Linked DNA regions of Zea mays: region 1 is linked to region 2. The links are chromatin contacts, called in public Hi-C maps. All regions are on one chromosome and are shown on one strand. Each heading gives the region's core, a stretch centred on a gene start, on an enhancer-like site or on the middle of the called end of the contact. The rest is flanking DNA. Distances are from core to core; before and after follow the strand shown. Region 1 has its middle 77 kb from the start of TRNAC-GCA. Region 2 holds the start of LOC103635406.

Region 1 (6,149 bases), core at 980-3,479, 240 kb after region 2:
TCATCACTCTCATCATGGTCATCACTCAAGTGCCTTATGGCAAGACGTAAAATGAGTATTCCATCCTCTAGTGATGATAGCAGTAGTGATGATGAAGGTGAAGGAAAGCTCTCCATAGATGAGCTTGCGAAAATCGTTAAATTTATTTAGAATGTTTGCACTAAGAAAAAAGCTCAACTTAAAACTTTGAAAAAAATAAGATGATTAGCTCTCAAAATGATTATAAAGGTTTTCTAGAAAAATTGAAACTTTTGCAAATTTAAATTGTGAGCTATCAACTAAAATTTGAAACATTTGAAAATTCAAGGTGTGGGAGCCCAAGCAACATACCAAGGCATATACTAGACATTTCCAAGTGCTCATACACCCAAGTGCTTAATAGAATCACTCGGTGATTAGTGTAGGTGCTTTGCGAAGTGTTTAGGTTAGTTAGATCGCTTTAGCGCTTGCTCTAGGTGAACCCTAGTTAGTTGAGTGAGTTTTGTAAAACCACACAACCCCTCGGCTCTTGCACGAGCCGTTGTAATTGTACCGAGTGGGGCGAGACTCTTGTGAGACCCTGACAACCGTGTTTGTGTCATGGCCACCATCGTGTACCGGAGGGAACGAGGCTCACGACGTTTTTGGCCGGAAGCTCAATAGTGGAGATGGCGGAGAGCGTCTGAGAGGAGCCAGAAGCGGAGCACCACTTGCGCGTGGAGAAGGTCCGCAGCTCTCTACAGAGTTACTCGATTGTGGTGCTTGGCCCTCGCATGGGCTTCCCTTTGCGTAGGGGCACCAATGAAGATTAGTTGGGACCTTGCGTGGTTCCGGATACCTCGGTAAAAATACCGGCGTCATCCACGAGAGTTTGCATCTTTACCTTACTCTTTAGCCTTCGCATTTACATTAAGCATTTAAGTTTCAATCTTGTCTTATATACTTATGTTGTTTAGGATTGAAACCTATACATTATGGTAGAGATAGCAACACTTAGACAAAACTTAGTTTGCACATTTCTAGTTTGATTAATTGCATAGGTTTTGCTCTAGGGATTTATTTGTGGCCTAATTTAGAGAAAGTTTTAGAAGTCCTAATTCACTCCCCCTCCTCTTAGGCATCACCTATTTCCTTCACCTTTTTAGATGGATTTGTTGGTTATTACTTAACACTGACCAAACGAGAAAGACATGTCGGTATATCTAGAACACAAGCTTCCTGTTTTCTTCATTCCATCCCGAGTTAAGAAAACTCTGCAGAACGCTGCATGAATCCCTATCAATTTAATACCAACGATGAGAAGGAACAACACGCACATGCATCTGGAAATTGGGAATGGTATTCTGTCTGGAGAATTAATAATATATCAACCAAACCTTGAGTATCCTCTTGCAAATGGTTTAGATGAGTGGAGAAGAATTGTCCATGGGCAATGCATCTCCCAGCATGGTTTCGGAGCGAATCAAACCAAGTGACCAGTCAACAAACCGAGATCTGAGTGGCTCGCGTGCAGGGTTTAAGACCGGGGCGAATCCAAACGATCAGGCACAAATTTGAGCGAAACCAAGCCAAGCACGCACACCCCGTGCCAAGCAGCATGGAATCCCCCCAATTCCCTATATCAGGAGCCAGACAACACCTACACTGATCACACTATGGGTAGCCTATACAACAAAAGCATCAACAACCCCGAAAGCCGAACCCAATCAGTGAAACTCCCACATAGACCAACACAATGGTAGATGGAGCCATGTAGGTGAGGACAAAACTAAGGCAAGGAGGAGGAGGAGGGTGACGACGATGAGCAACTTGCAGATGGTGAGGATCTGGTGGCCGGGCGCCTTGACCCCCTCGCGTGCGAGCTTGGCCTCCTTTGCCAGGTTGATGGTGGTGGTGACAGCCATGTCGCCCCTGCTCTTCCCCACCATGTCCTCTGATGCCATGTCTGCCCCCACCGGGCTTGCCCGCGTCGTCGAGGAGGAGGTTGATGACGCCTAGGAGGAGGTTGAGCACCCCGAGTCGGGGTTGGCTCGGGCCGAGGTTTTGGTGGCGACTATGAGCGTTGGTGCGCACGTGTGCGGTGAGGAGCGAGAGGTGGGCTGGTGGGGCGGGGAATAGAATAGACAAGCGATGATGGGTGTTAAGCAGTCGGGACCGATTAGCTACCCTTCCAGCTTTAGCCCCACGTGGGCGAGACCTACACCACTCGTGCGGGTGGGGTATGGAAGTAATGGTAGTGGAGCTGGCCCATCGAGCATGAGACGGGTGAGCGGTGGGGTGAGTACGCGGAGCATTTCTTTGGCCCTATGCTCCGTGGTGGAGAGCCGGAGCGGAGAGTCCTCGTCTCCCTTTCCCTCACTCCACCACACGATCATCCTCAGGACAGACGAGTGGGCTTGCACGCCGGTGTGGGAACCGCGGAGCCGTTGATTAGCGGGTTGCGCCAGGAGGTTAACGGAAACCTAGGTCCGTCCGAGGCGGCGGGACGGCATGGCGATGCCGGCCCTCTTATTGGCATTTTATTTTCCCCGAAAAAAGAGGTAGAAGAGAATGCATATGAAAAATGTAACAGCGGCTCCACGTGAGTCTCGGCTTCTCACATGCACACACCGACAGCAGCAGGAGGCGCTTTTTTCCTCATCATAGACGTGGACCTGGATTTGGGTCTTGATTCTTACATTTGGACCTGATCGGATCAGAGGCGGATGTGGACTAGACTAGATTCTGGCATTTCCCGATGTTGGGCCAGCTGAATGAAGAATTCTACTGCACGGGCCACACCACCACCACACCACACAAACGTCGTCGTGTAGCTCTCCCCTCTCATGCTGTCATGCTTGTTTGCTCAGTTGCTGCTGGAGCTTCTTGGACCTCTGTCGTTGGCTTACGGTTGCTAATGTGTCAACCAATGCATCTTAGTCTCGGTGATAAAAAAACACTGATAAACAGTCATGTTGCACGCTTCTATATAGTCTAGATGAAAAACCTTTAGATAGATACAAATTTCTATAGAACACTTTGAATATGCTATTTGTTAGCAGAAGGGTACACAGAGGAGGAGCAAGCAGAGAGGAGCGGAAGGAAGAAGATAGCACGGAGAGGAATAGACTGAAATTGTATTAACTGTTTGTTTGATGACCTTCCCCAACAACACTTCACAATACATAAACCTTTCACAGCAACAAGGCATAGCTGACCCCACACAGCAGAGGCACACATGCGCGTGACAGAAGGCGCGTCGGACCCTTGCACAATGGTATTGCACTTCGGCGACTGCTTGCTCGCCATGGTCCAGCTCCCTTGACGAGATGGTGACCATGGTTCCTGGTTCAGATGGTGTACTACTGACATTCCCCCCTTCTTAAAATTCGGCTTGCCCTCAAGCCGATACATGGCAATTCCACCGGGATCCCAAACCATGACACGGAAAAGTTCTACACCTTGGTCTGCTAGAAACTTGAGTAGTAGCCTAACGAAATGAAACAACCAGTAATCAGCCTTGCTGTACTCATGCTGCAACACATCTAGTCTGACCTGTAGGAAGCTGTGGTGCTGCCTCTCATTGCTCATGGAGTCCCCACAATTATCTTTCTGTTCTGCATCTTCTAAAGAACCTTGATGAGCGTTCTCTAGCACCAGTTCAATTGTAGGTGGATCAGCTGCAGATGCACTTCTTTGATGAAACTCACCACCTGATCTGCTAGTAATCTCTAGCACATGAACTTGTTCCAAAATACATTTTATATTTCCTTCTTTCGTAACAGCATAGTGCTCCTCTAGAATTGTAAGTTGAGATGTATATGGATAATTGTTGCCTTCATTTGTGCTCTGAGATGGTTCAGTCTCACCAAGAACTTGTGGTAGCCCATCACTTGGCATAACAGGAATTCGTTTGTAGCTCTGAGATGGTTCCTTTGTAGCTCTCTCTTCTTGGCTAGAATTTGGATGCGGCTTCTCATAGTCCTCTGGCAGAAGTGCTTCGTATATAGCATTGGAATAAGAGTTTCCACCAACTTCTATCATGGAGTTAATCTCATCATCTGTCCATTGATCTGGAGTGACTGACAGCACCTTTGAAACATGTGTCCCAACGCTTCTGTGAACACCATAGCACTGTAGACAAATGAACGCTCCAATTTTAGCTGATCTGCTGAAATATAGATCTTCCAAGTCCATTAGTTCAGCATCCTCTTCGTAAATCAACAATAGCAGACATCTATCCAGTAATGAAGGTAGTTCAGCATCCTCTTCGTAACTGCAGCCAAGCGTCCACCATGTTGATTTCAGTGCTGCTCGAGCTGAATCTTTGGCTTCCGATGTATGTTTAACTCTTTTTATCATCTCTGCATTGAACACATAAGGTCTTCCAAATCCAGGAAAAACAACTTGTTCACCACGTGCTTGAAGCACATTCAGGAGAGAGTTGAGATGCTCCAGAGAATTGATTGCTGCGATTTCCTTGATAAACAATGCATGATCTCCAGTATAAAAACTCTCCAACGAAAAGGGTGGTGGCCACGAAATTTTCCAACACAGAGTGGGTGAGAAACAGCTCCATATGAGGATTGTGTTTGCCAGTCCGTCCTCAACTCCACTGACAGGTACATCCAGCTCAGCCACACGCTCCCCAAGCTGCTCTCCATCATCTGCAACTTCATGGAAGGTCAACAAATCAAGTCGTACAGCAACTTCGACCACACCAACAAACATATTGCTGCCACATTGATAAGCTAATACTGCCCATGGAAGCTCAGGTAACAAACAGAAATACCTCACTATAGGTAACTCAACGAAGATGAAGGATGGCCAAGGTGAAAGGCAGCTTGGAACACCCTCACCCAGTATCACAAACTGTACGGGTGGTGGCCATGGTTGCCTATGCGGCACAGCATCCCAGTTGCAACTGAATAGAGGCAAGAAACAGCTATATACGATGATGAAGCAATTCATCGAACACCTGTTGGGCAAGGCGTTGAGAACCTCGTCCTCCTTGGTCACCAGCACGGACGGCGTGCTGAACTCAATACCTTCAGCATTGACAAACTTCTCCTTGTTCTCCAGGGGCATGAGCACGTCGCAGAGACAGTGGTAGATGTTCTCGAGCTTCTCCACCTCATCGGGGGTCTTTGGGTCCCTAGATGTGTACACAGCAACCACCTGAAGCGGGGCATCGACTCCATTGATCTGGTCGAAGCGCTTTTGATTGGCGGGGCCGTGCTGCAGGAGGATGCCTAGGATCTGGTACACGGACTCGGCCTCGTCGGGACCGATCACAGAGAAACAGGAGAGGTTGTGGACGAGTCGGTCGAACGCCTGGGCATCGACGAGGATGGCACGAGTCTGGTGCTCCAGCGCCAAAGTTGAAGTCGTAGCAGATGTGTTCGAGCAGCTGTACAAGCCTGGGTTAGACATTCGGTCGAGCAACTTGAGCGCGGACGCCAGAGACTCGCTCGCAATGTGACCCCTTCGCACGGAGCAGGCGCCGAACGATGCGGTCCCCGTGGAAACCGTGGAAGTCATGGCGCCGGCTGATGCGTTGGCGTGTGCCGCGGGGAGGTCCATGTCGGCCACCGGTGCGGTTTCCTCGCTTTGGTTCCCCTCCTGGCAGATGCCCTCGAGCGACACCAACAGCCGGTCGTCGGGCGCGGGGGCCCTGACGTCGGTCTCGCGGATGTCTGATCTGTCGCCGTCGTCTAATGCAGTGAGGTGTGCCTCAACTTCCTGGTAACAGAACTGGGCGGCGACGTCGTGGACGAACGGGGCGAGGGAGGCGGAGTGGCCATCGATGGAGGGCGGCCCGCCTCTGGTGAGGTTGACATCGAGCGGCACGTCAGAGTCGATGGAGATGAGGCAGCTCCCGGGTATGGGCGTGTCAGCAAGCTCAATGTCAGCGAGCGCATTGACGGGGCCGGCGACCGAGTCGTCGTTGTCGGAGGAGTACAGCGTCCACACTCTGGAGTCCCACTTGTTGTCGAAGGCTTGGAATCGCTTGTCCAACTCGGCGAGGAGCAAGCGAGTCTGGATTTCCAAAGCCAGGGCGAGTGAGGAATCCGATGAAGAGGAAGGTGCCATGACGGATGCCAAGGATCGATCCTCTGATACCAATTGTTAGCAGAAGGGTACACAGAGGAGGAGCAAGCAGAGAGGAGCGGAAGGAAGAAGATAGCACG
Region 2 (5,574 bases), core at 869-3,368:
GCTGGAGCCACAGCCAGCCACCCACCACGCGCGCCGCGGAGAAAAGACGATGCCTTTTGTTGCGCTCTGCCTCTCATCTGCTCTCCCCGCCATTGACTTTTCTTCCGGCTGCAAATTACACGTCATTCTCCGTGTTTTTTTTTCTTACAGCCTGGCCTTTACACCACGCCCCGCGAATTCACTCTTCGACGTAAAAAAAAAGAGACAGTTAGGGCTATCCAGTTTTTGAGCCTTTAGAAAAATAAGAACCTGTTAGGAAAATGGGTTCTCAGAAGAAAAGAAAAAAAAACATTGCCTGTGGGTCCCACGGCGGTCGTCAGGGCCCGTCCTCGCAGACCGGTCGTCAGGGCATGTGCGGTGCGCGTGTGCCGTGCCGGCGGGCGGCGGCAGCGGTTCGCCGCCCACCGTCCGTCCGTGGTGTGTGCGCGCCGGTGGGGCCCCGTCGCCTTCGGCCGTGTTGGTGCCGGCCTGTGGCCTGCCGGTGAGTGAGTCCCGCCGAGGGAGGCAGGGACAGGTAGCGAGGAAAGAAAAAAAGGCCGGCTTTTGCTTCGGCTCAAAAGACATTCCAAACTGTATTTTACATGAATAAAAAAAGATTGTTTTGATAATTCGATTTTATCTTTTTTTTTTGTAAACCAGTAGCATATATATACGTTTAGGTACGCGTGTGTTGACCGGATGATGGAGCGAGTGAATGGCGGTGCTTAACGAGCTTCCCATGGCCGCCCCTTTTTTGCATGCTTTTGGATCCCCTCTCTCTCTCCTGCCTGTGCCTGACCGAACAAATTCCTTATTAGCCTGTTGCCGATGACAGGACGCCGCTACGTTATCTTTCTTAGCCGTTAGCCCTAGCCCTCCCTTTTGGTCTTTGGCTAGCAACAACAGATACAATGGAGAATCTATCTTTCTATCCATCCATCCATCCTTGAGCGCATGCAGCCCCAGCTCGCCCATCCATCGCCTCAATAATGCTATGCTATGCTATCTATCCATCACTACCCTGTCTCGTTGCTTGCACAACAGTGTCACTCATCACGTCACAAACCAGCGATCTTGGGATGGTACACACAGCATATCCTGCCTCGACGTGTTACCGCCTGTCTGATTGTATATTGCATTGCTTGGATTCAGTGGTCTCTGGTCTCATGCACACGTCAACAACGAACGTTGTTCTCTATGTCAGCAGTTGTTGTTCATCGATCTGGCCGGACATGCATGCAATTGCCACTTCTTCTCGTAGTTTCTATATATATACACGTTCGTTCTAGTCTGCTAGCTCTAGCTGGTCACAGCGCAAATACAGCGGCACCAGCGCCATGCATGGCAAATAACTTAGTTTTAGGTTGTTTGATCGCAAAATAGAGTGTTTGCAGAGGGGGTAGCCTGACGTAGTGCTGGGAATTGGGTCAGGCCGGGCTGGACCAGCCCGGTCCAAGATTATCGTGCTTTGTGCCAAACGGATTCGAGTCAGTAAAGCCTAAAAAACTTTTGAGTCGTGCCGTGCTAGTCCGAATTGCAAAAACATTGACCCAGACCAGCCCTAAAACCACGTCGTGCTTTCGTTGGGCCGTGCTGGTCTAATCCTGGCCTATATATTTGACCACATAAAACCAAAATATTACAACCACATAAAGTCTATAGCTTACTAAATTAAAGATATTAAACAACTATTGCATCATTTGACCACATAAACTTCAAATATCACAACAATATAAAGTCGGTATCTTACTAAATTAAAGAAATTAAACTAATTGGGTCATGCCTCCCAAGCTCGGCCCATCTGTGCGGGCCGTTCTGGGGGCTTGATGGGCTAGAATTTCAGGCCCGGACCAGTGATGGCCGTTCTGGGGCTTGATGGGCTAGAATTTCAGGCCCGGACCAGGCCCGCCTTCGGGACGCGCTAGCCCGGCTCATATTATTTCGTGCTGGGTCGTGCTTTAGACTCCTATTTTTGGGCGGTGCTTGTGCTGACTCGAAAAGGCTGGCCCATATTCCTAGCAGTAGCCTTACACGGCACATACACATGCATTTTACGCGTGCTTGGTGAGCATGATGCTTCGTGACTAGAGCGATAATTGGCTTTGAATTTTGTATAAAAAATCTAAGAATCGAATCGGATTAGGATACATTTCTGAATTAAAATTAATGGATTCCCATTTTTTAAGTTTTGGCCTAACCCTCACCGGCCGGATAACCTAAACACGTACTTGCATTGGTGCTGCCAATGAATACAATCATCCTCACACTAGACGTAGGGAATGGTTAGCCATCCAACAAACCCGTTAATTAGTACAGAGCTTCATTCAGGATTTCATCAAAACTTTTCTTGTTTACTTGTACCCATGTTCCATGTCTTCCTCCAAGAACGACTGCTCACGGCGGAAACAAAAACAAGGCATCAGAGGAACCGTTTCCATTTTTAGCAAATCGTTCGTTCGTGTCTTCCTCTGCATCATTCGTTCACAGAAACTGCGGGAGGCCCCAAACAATGAGCGAGCATTGAGGATCCATGGACCAGCTCCGCCAGGTGGGCGAGGCCCTCGGCGGCATCCACACGCTCATGGCCTTCGCCGACGATCTCCGCATCAACCCGCGACAATGCCGCCTCCTCGCCGACGCCTGCGCGATGGCCTTCGCCGCCGTCGCCGCCGAGGTGCGCGCCCACCTCCGCTTCAACGAGCGCCTGTCCAAGTGGAAGCCCCTGGAGGCGCCGCTCCGGGAGCTCCACCGCGCCGTCCGCGACGCCGAGGGCTACGTCCGCCACTGCATGGAGCCGCGGGGCAGCTGGTGGGGGCGCGCCGCCGCGGCCACGCACGGCGCCGACTGCGTCGAGCAGCACATGCACAGCCTGCTGTGGAGCGTCGCCGTGGCGCTCGAGGCCGTCGAGCTCGTCTCGGAGGTCACGGGGTCCGACCCGGACGAGCTCGCCCGGCGGCGGCTGCTCTTCGCCAAGGACTACGACAGGGACATGCTGGAGCCGGCGCTGTTCGTGCAGAGGCTCGGCGCGCGGTACCTGGCCACGCGCGAGCTCGCCGCCAGGATGGACGCGGCGTGGAAGGAGGACCGGTGGCTCCTGTCGCAGTACCTCGAGGAGCGGATGAGCCCGGGCTCGCCGGAGCCGGTGCCGCGGAGCAAGCACCGGCTGGCCGACCTCCTGACCGCGCCGCGCGGGCAGGTGCACCCGGCGTCCGTGCTCCTGCAGGGCGACTTCCACGTCCGCAAGCGCCTCATGGGCAACCTCAAGGAGGTGCAGTGGATGGGGGAGGCCTTCGCGGTGAAGCACCTCGTGGGCGCCGGCGCCGACGCCGACGCCGCGTGCGCCGAGGCCGCGCTGCTCACCTCCGTGGCGCACCCCAACGTGGCGCACTGCCGGTACTGCTTCCACGACGAGGACAAGAAGGAGTTCTTCCTGGTCATGGACCAGGTCATGACCAAGGACCTGGCCACCCACGTCAAGGAGGCGAACAGCGGCAAGCGACGGGTACCCTTCCCGCTCGTTGTCGTCGTCGACGTGATGCTGCAGATCGCGCGCGGCATGGAGTACCTGCACTCGAGGAACATCTACCACGGCGATCTGACCCCGTCCAACGTGCTCGTCAGGACGCGGCATGCCGACGCGCACCTGCACGTCAAGGTGGCCGGGTTCGGGCAGCACGCGGCGGCGGCGGCCGCGGCCGCGGCCGGCCACTGCCACAGGCCCAGCCCTAGGGCGTCAGCGAAAGCATCAAACGCCACCAGCGCCCCTTGCATCTGGTACGCGCCGGAGGTGCTGGAGCAGCAGGAGGCGGCCAAGCGCACGGAGAAGGCGGACGTGTACAGCTTCGGGATGGTCTGCTTCGAGCTGCTGACGGGGAAGGTCCCGTTCGAGGACAACCACCTGCAGGGGGAGCACATGAGCAAGAACATCCGCGCCGGCGAGCGGCCGCTGTTCCCGTTCCAGGCGCCCAAGTACCTGACCAGCCTGACCAGGCGGTGCTGGCACGGGGACCCGGCGCAGCGGCCGTCGTTCGCGTCCGTCTGCCGCGTCCTCCGCTACGTGAAGCGGTTCGTGGTCATGAACGTGAACCCCGCCCCCGCGGAGCAGCCAGACGCGGCGGTGCCGCCGCCCGTGCCGGCGGTGGACTACCTCGACATCGAGGCGAGCCTGCAGAGGAGGTTCCCGGCGTGGCAGCCCGGGTCTGGGAACGCGGCGCCGCGGGTCTCCGACGTGCCGTTCCAGATGTTCGCGTACAGGGTGGCGGAGAAGGAGAGGAGCCGGGCGGCCATCCTGCACATCGGCGGCGGCAAGGGCGCCTCCGACTCCAGCAGCGACGGAAACTCGCTGTGCGGGGACGAGAGCGGCGGCACGGCGCTGTCTGAAGCCGAGGCTCTGACCGTGTCGAGCCGCGGCGCCACCACCACGCGGTCGCTGCCGGACCGCGCTGGCAACAGGAAGGTGGATGGCAGCAGGGTCGCCTCCAGGCTAGCAGGCAAGCCTTATGTCCATAGCTAGCTTAGCTGCTCCTTTCGCTATATATGCTCCTTCTCCGTGATGCTAGAAAGAAAATGCACGGTGGTGCAGGTGCAGGTGCAGGGCCGCCGCACAAGTCGATGGAAAAGTCCAAATCCACGGGCGTGGTGAGTCCGCCGCAGACCATTAGGCGGACGCAGAGGATCAAGTCGGACGGCTACCTGAAATCTGCCGCGGTCGCGTCACCACGGCGGCGCGGTTCCGGCGATGGACACGCTTCAGACTCCGAAGTAGCCTGAGAATGCAGGAATCTTTTTTTGGCTCCCGGCGGTGGGTGCAGTGCAGGAATTTTCGCTGTTGTATTCTGATAAACATTTTTGTGCATTAGACCATTACAAACGAATGAAATGATTATGTGAAGACTACTACTCAAGATGTAAGTAAACATTAATGGTTATGTGTGTCGGGCAACGAAAATGGCCGGCCGGACGGTCCAGTCCTGAGGATACCACAGGAACCAGGATACCCAAATTCACGAAATCTTTGGTTGACCAAGGAAAGAACACGCGCAAGCACATAAGCCAGTTCCTAATACAATTAGGAGAATTGGCCGACATAGAGGCAGTTTCGTGTGCGTTTATTTTATTATCTTTAACAGGAACTGCATTCGCATGGTATGCCACACTCCCTCCTAATTCTATTTTGTCGTGGGGAGATTTAGAACAAAAATTTTATGATCATTTCTTCTCCGGTGATTATGGGCTAGATTTAGTAGACCTAGTGGCCCTGCGACAAGGGAAAGATAAATCGGTTACTTATTACATCCGGAGATTTCGGGATACAAGAAACCGATGTTTCCAAATTCAGTTAGCAGAAAAACAGCTAACGGGGTTAGCCTTTAATGGATTGCACTATTATTTAAAAGAAAGATTAGAAGACATCCAGTTTTTCACGCTAGCGCAGTTACATCAGAGAGCTTTGGCTTATGAAAGCCGAAGCAAAGAAACTGCCAAAACGATTCGTCACAACGTCCATATAGTGGAATGCGACCAGAGTAGCTCGGACGACGAATCAAAAGATATTTACGCTGCCAAAATGGTTTGTCTCAAGCAGGCCAAATCCTC

The links. Hi-C and Micro-C count contacts between places; a contact is called where the count stands out from the background.
Region 1: a contact with region 2 is called in a Hi-C map of bundle sheath, with 3 times the contacts expected there. The contact joins the enhancer-like site here to the promoter of LOC103635406 in region 2. A contact is called at or near these places in 6 of 25 Hi-C or Micro-C datasets (bundle sheath, ear, leaf and 1 more).

The regions. Positions count from the first base shown.
Region 1 is chr8:77,444,637-77,450,785 of Zm-B73-REFERENCE-NAM-5.0, forward strand. It overlaps the pseudogene LOC103637032. Among protein-coding and RNA genes, the nearest start is that of TRNAC-GCA, 77 kb to the left of the region's middle. Within about 2 kb of position 2,230, at least 17 of the 20 cell types and tissues checked have an H3K27ac peak or open chromatin away from gene starts, as enhancers often do. A contact at or near this core is called in bundle sheath, ear, leaf and 1 more, where this site is marked.
Region 2 is chr8:77,207,549-77,213,122 of Zm-B73-REFERENCE-NAM-5.0, forward strand. LOC103635406 reads left to right here and starts at 2,119. Exons shown (of 2, transcript XM_008657862.4): 1 at 2,119-4,469; 2 at 4,562-4,870. The coding sequence starts at 2,510. The coding sequence ends at 4,749.